2 separate regions of the Arachis hypogaea genome follow, and region 1 is linked to region 2. A link is a contact called in public Hi-C data. All regions are on one chromosome and are shown on one strand. Each heading gives the region's core, a stretch centred on a gene start, on an enhancer-like site or on the middle of the called end of the contact. The rest is flanking DNA. Distances are from core to core; before and after follow the strand shown. Region 1 holds the start of LOC112720587 (ERAD-associated E3 ubiquitin-protein ligase HRD1B). Region 2 has its middle 4.0 kb from the start of LOC112720585.

Region 1 (5,013 bases), core at 1,984-4,483, 190 kb after region 2:
TGATGGATCAAACTTTGAACTCTAGTTTTCCATTTTTGATTCCAGACAGACAGGATTCCTGGGAATACTAACAGTTCAACTGCGCATTACAAACATGTTTTATGTATCAGTGATTATTATACTATATGATTACCCTGTCGATGACCATCTGGTTGTGCTCCTTGCTGGCCTACAGTTGCTGTTGCCCCATTTTCTGGGGGAACAACCAGGGCTCTGCAGGTAGGGCAAGTATGTTGCCGCTCCAACCATGATCGGAGGCAATGAACATGAAACAAATGTCCACATATAAGTTTCTTGGCAGTAGTCATCTCTTCACGACAGATAATGCAAGTTGCATCACTTCTGCTTAGGCATTCAAGAAAAGAATTATTACAATAAACTTCAAAATAGTAAGCAGATATGTAAGGTTTTGAACTAACGCATTAAGCTCTTCAGGCGTTGCATCTGGAAAACGGTCGTTCATATTTGAAGTGATCTTACGATATCGTATGTAATCTGCAACACGGACTTTGAAGTTCCTAAATGTCTCATAGAGCTCCCGTATTAAGTGCAAAGGAACACCATAGTTTCTGAGAGATAAACCAAATATTAGTTGGTAAATATTAAAAGAGACAAAAAAATGAGCAAACCAAATGGCTTCTGTATTGAATAGATATAAAGGCTCCCATAAATATTGAAAGAGGAGTTGGCTGATCACTTACACAAAAATTACGAGGAAGAAGCACAGATACATAGACAAGTGAAGCAAGTCCCTGATAAGTTCCAAGTAGAATGTGAAGACTGGTTTCCTTTCCCATTGTCCTTCCATGAGCATGTCACTAACATAGAAAAGATATTTTACAAAAATCGACACTGTTGTCGTTGCCAGTATCATGTACCTGAGATAGAAAAGATCATTTGTTGAGGAAAACCGTGATTATATATAATTACGCCACAATATTAGTAGAATACATCAGCTAACAAATACAACTGAAACTGCACATATGAATAAACTCACATACACACTCCTATTTAGTATTTTTTTTCCTTCATATATCCTATTTGTGGTTTTACAGCATAGTACAAGTGTTTTCCATGTGATTCATAAGATCATAGCTTCAAATATTAATGCAATCATATGTATCAGAGACACAAACAAGGCATATAACTACATTTATTCATATGAATAAAAAAAAAACAACATTTACTGAGTATCACATATAAAATTCCCTTTGTTTGACAAGATTAAAAATCAAGAATGCAAATGAGATAGCTTAATCAAGAATTTTTAAGAATCTATCATATCAAACTTTTGCAATTAACTACATAAAAAAGGGCAGCCCGGTGCACAAGCATCCTGCACTAACGCAGGATATGGGAGAAGGCCACACCCAAAGGTATAATATACGCAGCCTAACCTGATAATTATATTAGTGGCTAACTACATGATATTTCAAAAATAGGATGCAGAGCTTTATCAAATAACAGGAAATAGATATTCAGGGAAAAACGTAAAAGGAAAACAAAACAAAGATCAGGAAATAGGGTAAGTTTGGTTTCCGTTTTCATTTCCTATTACCATGGCTTGAATTCTATGTTTCATGATTTTGTAAATGAATTGGCAAATGAAATGACAAAAAGAAACATGAGATTTCACTATTACCACAATGGAAACAAGAAATGGAAAATTAATCCAAATAGTTGGTCAATTTCACATTTATATTTATTATTGATATGCATTTGGTCCTGCAAGAAAAATCAAGGATTCCACAATAATAAGAAAATTGATACATCAAGGGTTTATTCAAATATGAATCAAGGTAGAAACAGAGCATGTTCTTAAGTCAAGGAATTCTCATCCAAGCCAAAATTCAGCTGAGTACTATTCATAGTTCTGCATTTACATTAGTCATGTTTTGTTTTGCAACTTGTCTGAGCACAAGAGAATGAAAAGAAAGAAGGCTTACTCAAAAGAGAAGAATATCGAAACTGACGGTTGCCATGTTTGTAGCAGATGCTTCAGATTACTGTATAAGAATAGGCTATCGAGGAGAAGGAGGAAACCCATAAAAGATACAATCCGAACATGGGACAACATGGGCACCGTAGGAGTTGTCTCAATGTACTCAACCCTCTTTTGAGCCAACCAATGCAAAGCTTTAATCAACAATAGCGCTGTGACCATCGCAAGAAACGTAACTGAGAAATCCTGCCTAAAAATAGTAATGGCAAAGAGGATTTCCATAACCTCCCTCCACGATTGCTCGTTAAGCCTTTCTACCTCAGCTTCTCTAAGAGAACCCAGGAATACCTTTTTAGTCAACTGCCATAGAATACACATAATAACCAAACCCATGTTGAGAAGAAGCACTAAGCTGATCTTGGAAGTTGAAAGATACACCATTGCCGGATAAAACTGGCCTCTACTGTTAAATGCATGATATGTGATAGCCAGGGTTGCAATCAAACTGAGACCGGCATATGTCTTCAGCCTCATCATTCCGCCCTACACAAAAGCACAATAAACCATCATTTAATTAAAATCTGAAACCCTAAATTAGCTAATTAAACCTGTAACTAGGACTTCATATGCATTTGGATTTTTCACAAATAAGCATGAACAAGACGAAATAATACAATTTATCCTAGAAAACTAAATTAAACAATTGAGGTGTCATAGAAAATCCATAAATTAGTGAGCTAGTCAATCACTATTTGGCATTCGAAGATAACGAGAAAATGCAGATAAATAGAATGCATGATCCTTAACTTCATATTCAATGGCAAATCGATAGAAAGAAAAAAGAAAAGACAAGAATAAAAAAAAGGCTTATGCATATGAATTACAGCACTACCGTGAGCCCTAACTTGGAATCAAATCAAGACGGCGTTAAAGGAATTCAAGAAAAACTAAAATTTGAAAGAATTAAAAGTCGTTGGTTGAAGAGATGAATTACCAAGCGAGTGCTCTCTCTCTCTCTGTCTCTCTCTCCCACTCTGTGTGTTGGTGAGGTCCTAATCGGAACCGAAAGACGATCGTCGGTAGCTACCAGCTCCGTGGATATTTTCCAATTTTTTTTTTCTTTTCAATCTATTTGTATTTACAATTTTGAGTCTTAAATAGTTGATGTTAAAATAAGGACATGATGTATGCATAGCCAACCAGATCTTGCCACGTACGTCGCTGCGTGGACAGGCCAATTAGGGTTCGTAAAATATTATCTTAACAAGTTAAACATTTCTTCTCCAGGGTACTCAATATTCTGAAGCTTAAGCCGTTCTAGTTATTGATTTGGTGATTTAGAGATTCTATCCGTTCAATTAAAATAATTAAATTTAATAAAATATGTTTAATATATATGAATAACAACTAGCCAATGAGTTGTCAATGAGTTATAGCTCAAATGACATAATCTTCCCATACTCAATTAAGAGGTTACGGGTTTGAGTCTTCTATCTTTGGTAAAAACAAAAAAAACAACTAGCCAATGAGTTATAGCTCAAATGACATAGTCTTCTCACACTCATATAAGAGGTCGCAGGTTTGAGTCTTTCTATCTTTGATAAAAAATAAAATATATATGAATAACACCTTGCTATTGACGCTGTTGTCGGGGACCTGAAAATCAGCACACAACCATGGCGGATAACCATTCTAAAGACGGCTCGTAGAGACTTGGAGGAAAAGCTAGAGAGATTCCGAGATTGGAATCTGATCTTAAAGGGTGAAGATCTTGAGCTGATCGAAGAGCTACACCTTTAGGATCTGAAGATCCATTCTCAAAAGAAATTATGAGAGCTAAAGTCCCTAGAAATTTTAAAAGCCCGAACATGGACCTTTTATGATAGGATGACCGACCCTCGCCACCACCTGAGTAATTTCAAAATCTGTGTGTTTGGCTGATGCCTCTAATGCGACTCGATGCAAAACCTTCCCAACTACTTTAACCAAGGTGGTCATGAAGTGGTTTGACAATCTCCATTCAAGGTCGGTCACCTGCTTCGACGACTATTTCTCATAAGGTTTTTGATCTAGAAAGACAAGGTTAAATATGTCCTAAGCCTCTTGGGAGTCAAGCAAGAGGTCCACGAATCACTTAGGGTCTATATGGAAAGGTTCAACAAGGTGTGCATGGGACTTATTAATGGCCTCAAGAAAAGTCCCTTCTCACAATCCATTTCAAAGAGGCACCCGACCTCTCTGTATGAGGTTCAAGAACGAGCCGAGAAATATATCAATATGGAGGAAATTACAATGTTGAGAAGACCTACCTTAGGACAAAGTAATTAGTACCAGCCTCAGAAAAAAGAGCAGGAGCTCAAGAAAAAAGAAGAATACAACTCGGACAAGTCTAGGAGATATTATTCCTATATTCCACTACGAGTCTCTCTGGTTGATGTTTATAGAGAAATTTGCCACAGTGAAATGATACCACCTCCTAGGCACATTCGAAGTAAGAAAGAGGGAAATCGATCTGAATATTGTGAGTATCACAAAATTTATGATCATTCAACCAACGACTGCTACGACCTGAAAATGTGATTGAAAAATTGGCCAAAAAAGATTAGCTGGATAAATACCTTACTGGAAAATCAGATGAAACCAACAAAAAGAAAAAGGATGAAGAAACAGAGAAGATGAGATAAACAACAAGGAACCTTGAGAGACACATCTACATGATCGTTGGTGGCTTTGCAAGGGAGGGATAACAAAATCCTCTCTCAAAAGACATCTGAAGGAAGTCTACTAGGTTGGAGAATGTGAAGAAGTGCCCCAGTTGCCTACAATAACCTTCACAAAAGGGAATAAAGGAAGAACCCTGAGCATAGACTACATCATGGTAGATGTCGCATCAGCCTACAATGCCCTAATAGGTCAGTCAACCTTAAATCGACTTATGCAGTGGTGTCAACTCCCTATCTTTGTATGAAATTTTCTACCCCAGAAAGAATAGCAACTATAAAAGGAGATCAGAAACTAGTTAGAAGATGCTATAATGAAAGTTTGAGGCTACGTGGCTGAACAAAGGGAAA
Region 2 (4,755 bases), core at 1,738-4,237:
TTAATTTCAAATTAACTCCATTGTACATATTATATAAAACATATATTATCTCCTCATACTTTTCTTTTCCTTTTTACTTTAACGTTATTGGTTCTTTGTTATGAATGAATAGATATGTAAAAGAATTTTTTTGTTTTCTTGATTTTTTTTAGAAATATTAAGAGTTATAATCTAACAAAAGGTTTTTATAATGTCCGATAATGATAACAATAAATAAGGGTCTTGTTATCATTTTTTTTAAAGATCAGGTTGAATATTTAATTTACTAAAAGAAAAATCCGCAAGAATTTGATCTATATATCAAAGTTTCAATCTCCAAATAAATTAAACAACGGTGGTTGTTGATGAGCAAAAATTGAAACTTATGAATATTGATAAATGTACCATATTACACGAATAATATTAAAATAAATGAATATCGTTTAGATTGAACAATTAAAAGATAGATTAAATACTTAATTAGATTAATAAAATTTAATCGAAGAGAGCAAAAGAGTATTTTGTTAAGAGTCTTGAAAATCTTAAATGTTGAATACTTGAATGTTACGGATAGTGAATTTGAATGATAAATTGAAAGAAGACAGTGATAATGAGAGTCAAGAGCTTTAGAGATGCTTATACTCTTAGAAAAATCAATCTTGTTTATTTATCTTGAAGTTTGTAAAAATCTTTCATGACAAAACCTTTAGTAACTAATTACCAATTTCTTGGCTCTTTAGTTTTTCAAGCATTAATTAGGCATCAATTAATTAATCAAGAGATTACTGTGGAGTTGTGTGGATCCTTTTTGTTGTTGATGGCTATGCCAAAGATTACTGAGGATCGGTTCGTGCGACTATTTTAGCTATTAGTCTTTAGTTTTATTTTTGGTTATGCTATGTTCCTGTTTGCTCCACCTTTGTTGTGTTGAGCTTTGCTTTCAAAAAAAAAAAATAATCAAGAGATTAGGCACAAAAACTGATTTTTAGATTCAAATAAGATTTAAAAGTAATCCTTAGATTGAATTATATGTCACGTATTTAAGTTAGTCCTGTTCAATTAAATATTTAAAGAAAACATAATTTTCAAAAGTTATTCTAATTTGAATTATATATCACTTATTGAAAATTAAAATGATTAAAAATCATGTATGTCGCACACTATTCCTAGCCGAATTTAAATAGTCATATGAAAGAGTAGTTTTCAAGTTTTGATTCAAATATCAAATTTTTCAATTATAATAAAAGAATCCAAGAAGAATTAGCTTACCTTTCGATTCACTAATTCGAATGGAAAAAAGAATAACTCAATCATAAAATAGGTCAATACAAGACTTCGAAATAAAATAAATGTAGATTAATTATCCATAGAAAACATAAACAAAGCTCTTAACTCTTTGACAGAGGATTAATTACCATGAAGAAGTAAGAAAAACAAGAGAGGTAGTCCAAAGACTTGATGATCTCCTCTATTAGCTATATGCTCACTTATAGGGGTGGTAATGGGATGGGTAGGGGCGGGTTTTGTCCTATCCGATCCCGTCTCACCTTACAATAATTCACATTGAATCTGCCATGCTTTTATCCGAAGGTAGTAAAAAGTTAAATCTTAACCCGTCCCTATAATTATTAGAATCCAACAAATGAAATTAAATTTTAAAATTTATATAATCATAATTACATACATAACATAAATTAAAATAAAAATTTAAATATGATACAATATTATTAATCATTTTACTAATTTTTTTTATATATATTACATATATTATATATTAAAAGTATATATATTTATATATATATTCCATATACCGAAGCGGGTAGGACGGGTTTAGGTTAAACCCGACTCCGTCCCGCCCAAGAACCTGTTCCGTTAAAAATTCGCTCCGGTGCGGGGGCGGGTACCCGCCCTGAGCAGATATGGGCGGGAATGGGTACCCACAAGTACAAATAGTGTTGCCACCCGTACTCACTTATTTATAGTCTAAATTTTAAAATTTAAATTTAAAACTAAATTAATTTTATCTGTCGGAGAGAAAGATAAGATAATTACTCTAATTTTATCTTTTGAAAAAAATGATAAGCTATTGACTTTAATTTTAAATTTAAAATAAAAATTCAAATCAAATCTAAAATGACCAAATCACTTGTGCTTTTAAAGTGAATCAATAACTAATTTTTTAGATCTTCAAGTCTTTTAAATGTGATTAAGATTTTTGATGATAGAAGTAATTAAGTTTAGGCCTTAATTTATTGAATCCATGAGTTATAATTGTACTTAAGTAGGGCTTAAATTATGTCCCAAAAAAAAAAGTAGGGCTTGAATTAGAAGAATTTGAGCAAAAAAGCCGAAAACACACTTCCAAGAATGTATGCATACACCGGCCATGGTGTTGGAATGTAGGATGGACGCCCGGCGAAGATAATATTCAAAGGGGGGCTGCTGGGCGTATACGGAGGCCGCCAGGCGTGGAGTTTCATACGCCTGACGTGCGTGCTGGGTGTCCTGGCTCGTGTGTGTTTTCTTTTTTCTTGAATCATATTTCTTGGGTCATACTTTTTAAGTTACATTTTTTTTGTGCCTGTTTTTTGAAAAGGTTTGATTTTTGTTATTTTTAAATTTAAAATTTTTAAAAATATAAAAATATTATTCTAATTTTAAATATTTGATTATTTATTAAATTTTATTAAAAAATAAAAAATTTAATTAAAATTAAAAAAAAAAATTTAAAAATTATTTAAAATGACGTGTCATAAATCGTCATACGCACATCATCAGATCAAGTTAAGAGAAAACAATGCAAGGAAGTTTCACAAAACATTGCTGTGTGTAATGAATGGACGATATTATGATAACAGCAATTAATGGAATCACAAAACATTTAGCTTCTATTTCCAGTAATTACATATTATTGAATAATACATTTCAAGTTGGGTCCCCTCTGGGTCAGTTCTGTACACTGAGAAAAGGAAAGGAGTGGATCCTAATCTGTTCGAAATTCACGACTACGTACTACCAAAAGAGTGAGGAGATCCATGCATTCCTATTTTCTAACCAATTGAAATTCCCGAAAGCTTCTTCCGGTGTATCATAATAATAAGTAATAAATATTCAATTGTATTTTAATACGTTGCCGATATTGACTTAACACCAATCTCAATCACATCTATACCTTACATAACCAATTTATATTGAATTTTTTTCGTAAATAAAATAAAATAATTAGTTATTTTTCCAAAAAAAAATTTTAGCTTTATTTTTAAGGATATAATTTTTTTTTTTTTGGAAATAACAGCAAGTTCGCCGTACTTCCCGACGAATTTTATAATTTATATAAAATTTGCTTTACTCTCCGACAAACTCTATGATGAGTTCGGAAATAAAAGCAGTCTATTGGAGAGAAGATCAAGGAATCACAATTTTTCTGTTTACTTTCTTTTTCACTATTAACATTGTCGCTATGATGTGAGGAAATCCGTTGTTATCCATTCATTACGATGGTAAAATAGTGTATGATGAAGAAGATTCAATTGTTTTTAGATCGGGCCAACTGATAATTACTTATATGACACCGGAAGCCAACAGTATAACAGTTTTAAAGAATGTGATATTGCATTCCGTCGGACAGCAAGAATCTAAAAGGGTAAAAAAATTTACTACAGATATCCGATCGAAATAGATGGCAATTTGTTTTATAAAAGGTATATTATAGTTGTATTATCTTTGTCTCTATTACTAGTATATTTATCAGACCATGGTTGTGAGCAATATTTCTATTGTTTTGAATTAGGTACCGGTTGCCCGGCGACGAGAACGTACGGCTTATAAGGTCGTGGCACAATCGATGGACCAATATTCATCTGTTGGAATTATACGTGTTTCTTATTGACCTCGGTGGCCGAGGATCATCTGCAGATACTGTCGATGATAGTCCGACGAGTGGAGTTGTTAGACGAACTATCAGAAGGACGATGGTGGATCTAAATATGCCACCTGAGGGTAGTCAGGAGGGGTCTAATGTTGAAGTTCGTAACGTTGACTTAATGGATGACGGTCTTGAAAGTCATGATGGTTCTGCTATTAGAGATCCGATGATGGAGACGATGCTGACAAAGAACCACCCGAAATCCTTGATGATGGTGACGAGGAAGAGGAGATGAACTACTACGGTGACACACAGATTGCTTTGACACAGCCTGCCATTTCTCGACCACATGACCGGCTAGATCATTTCACGAGGTTGAATCTTGATGCAATGACTTCGGATTTGTAGTTTACCCAGGGAGGTCCTGAAGAAGACCCAAGCAATGAGTTTGAGATTGGACAACAATTTGGGAACAAGGAAGAAGTCATGTTGGCAGTTAAGCAATACAACATCAGGAGGGCTGCGGAGTACAAAATAGTAGAGAGTGACCATTTGAGGTATAATGCATGATGTATCCAGTTCGGACCCGTTGTAATTGGATCATACTCATATCATATCGCCGAAAGCAAGAAAGGTGGGAGGTTAGGAGATACACTGGTCCTCATACTTGCGCTCCTCTGTGGCGTCCTTCTCCAGCTCTCCACAAACTGTGTTGCGGAGCCAAGTGAGCTTCACAGTCCACTTTGTTTGTGACTGTCTGTCCTCTAGGTCGGGAACAACACTCAGAATATGCTCACATAACTCCTCAATGGTCCGTCCTTGATGGTGCTGCTCCCACCCACCTATGCATCCACTCACAGGATCACCGTCAATCCTGAGTCCCAACTGATAGGCCAGGTCCTGCAGGGTGA

What was found. A called contact is a pair of places that touch in the nucleus more often than the background predicts.
Region 1: a contact with region 2 is called in a Hi-C map of an unstated tissue, with 3 times the contacts expected there. The contact joins the promoter of LOC112720587 here to the enhancer-like site in region 2. A contact is called at or near these places in 3 of 8 Hi-C or Micro-C datasets (leaf and an unstated tissue).

The regions. Positions count from the first base shown.
Region 1 is chr11:28,056,475-28,061,487 of arahy.Tifrunner.gnm2.J5K5, forward strand. It overlaps LOC112720587 (ERAD-associated E3 ubiquitin-protein ligase HRD1B), which reads right to left and starts at 3,234. Exons shown (of 8, transcript XM_025771572.3): 1 at 2,937-3,234; 2 at 1,947-2,485; 3 at 702-878; 4 at 420-569; 5 at 134-342. The coding sequence starts at 2,479.
Region 2 is chr11:27,862,759-27,867,513 of arahy.Tifrunner.gnm2.J5K5, forward strand. No RefSeq gene overlaps it. Among protein-coding and RNA genes, the nearest start is that of LOC112720585, 4.0 kb to the left of the region's middle. Within about 2 kb of position 2,988, at least 1 of the 3 cell types and tissues checked has open chromatin away from gene starts, as enhancers often do.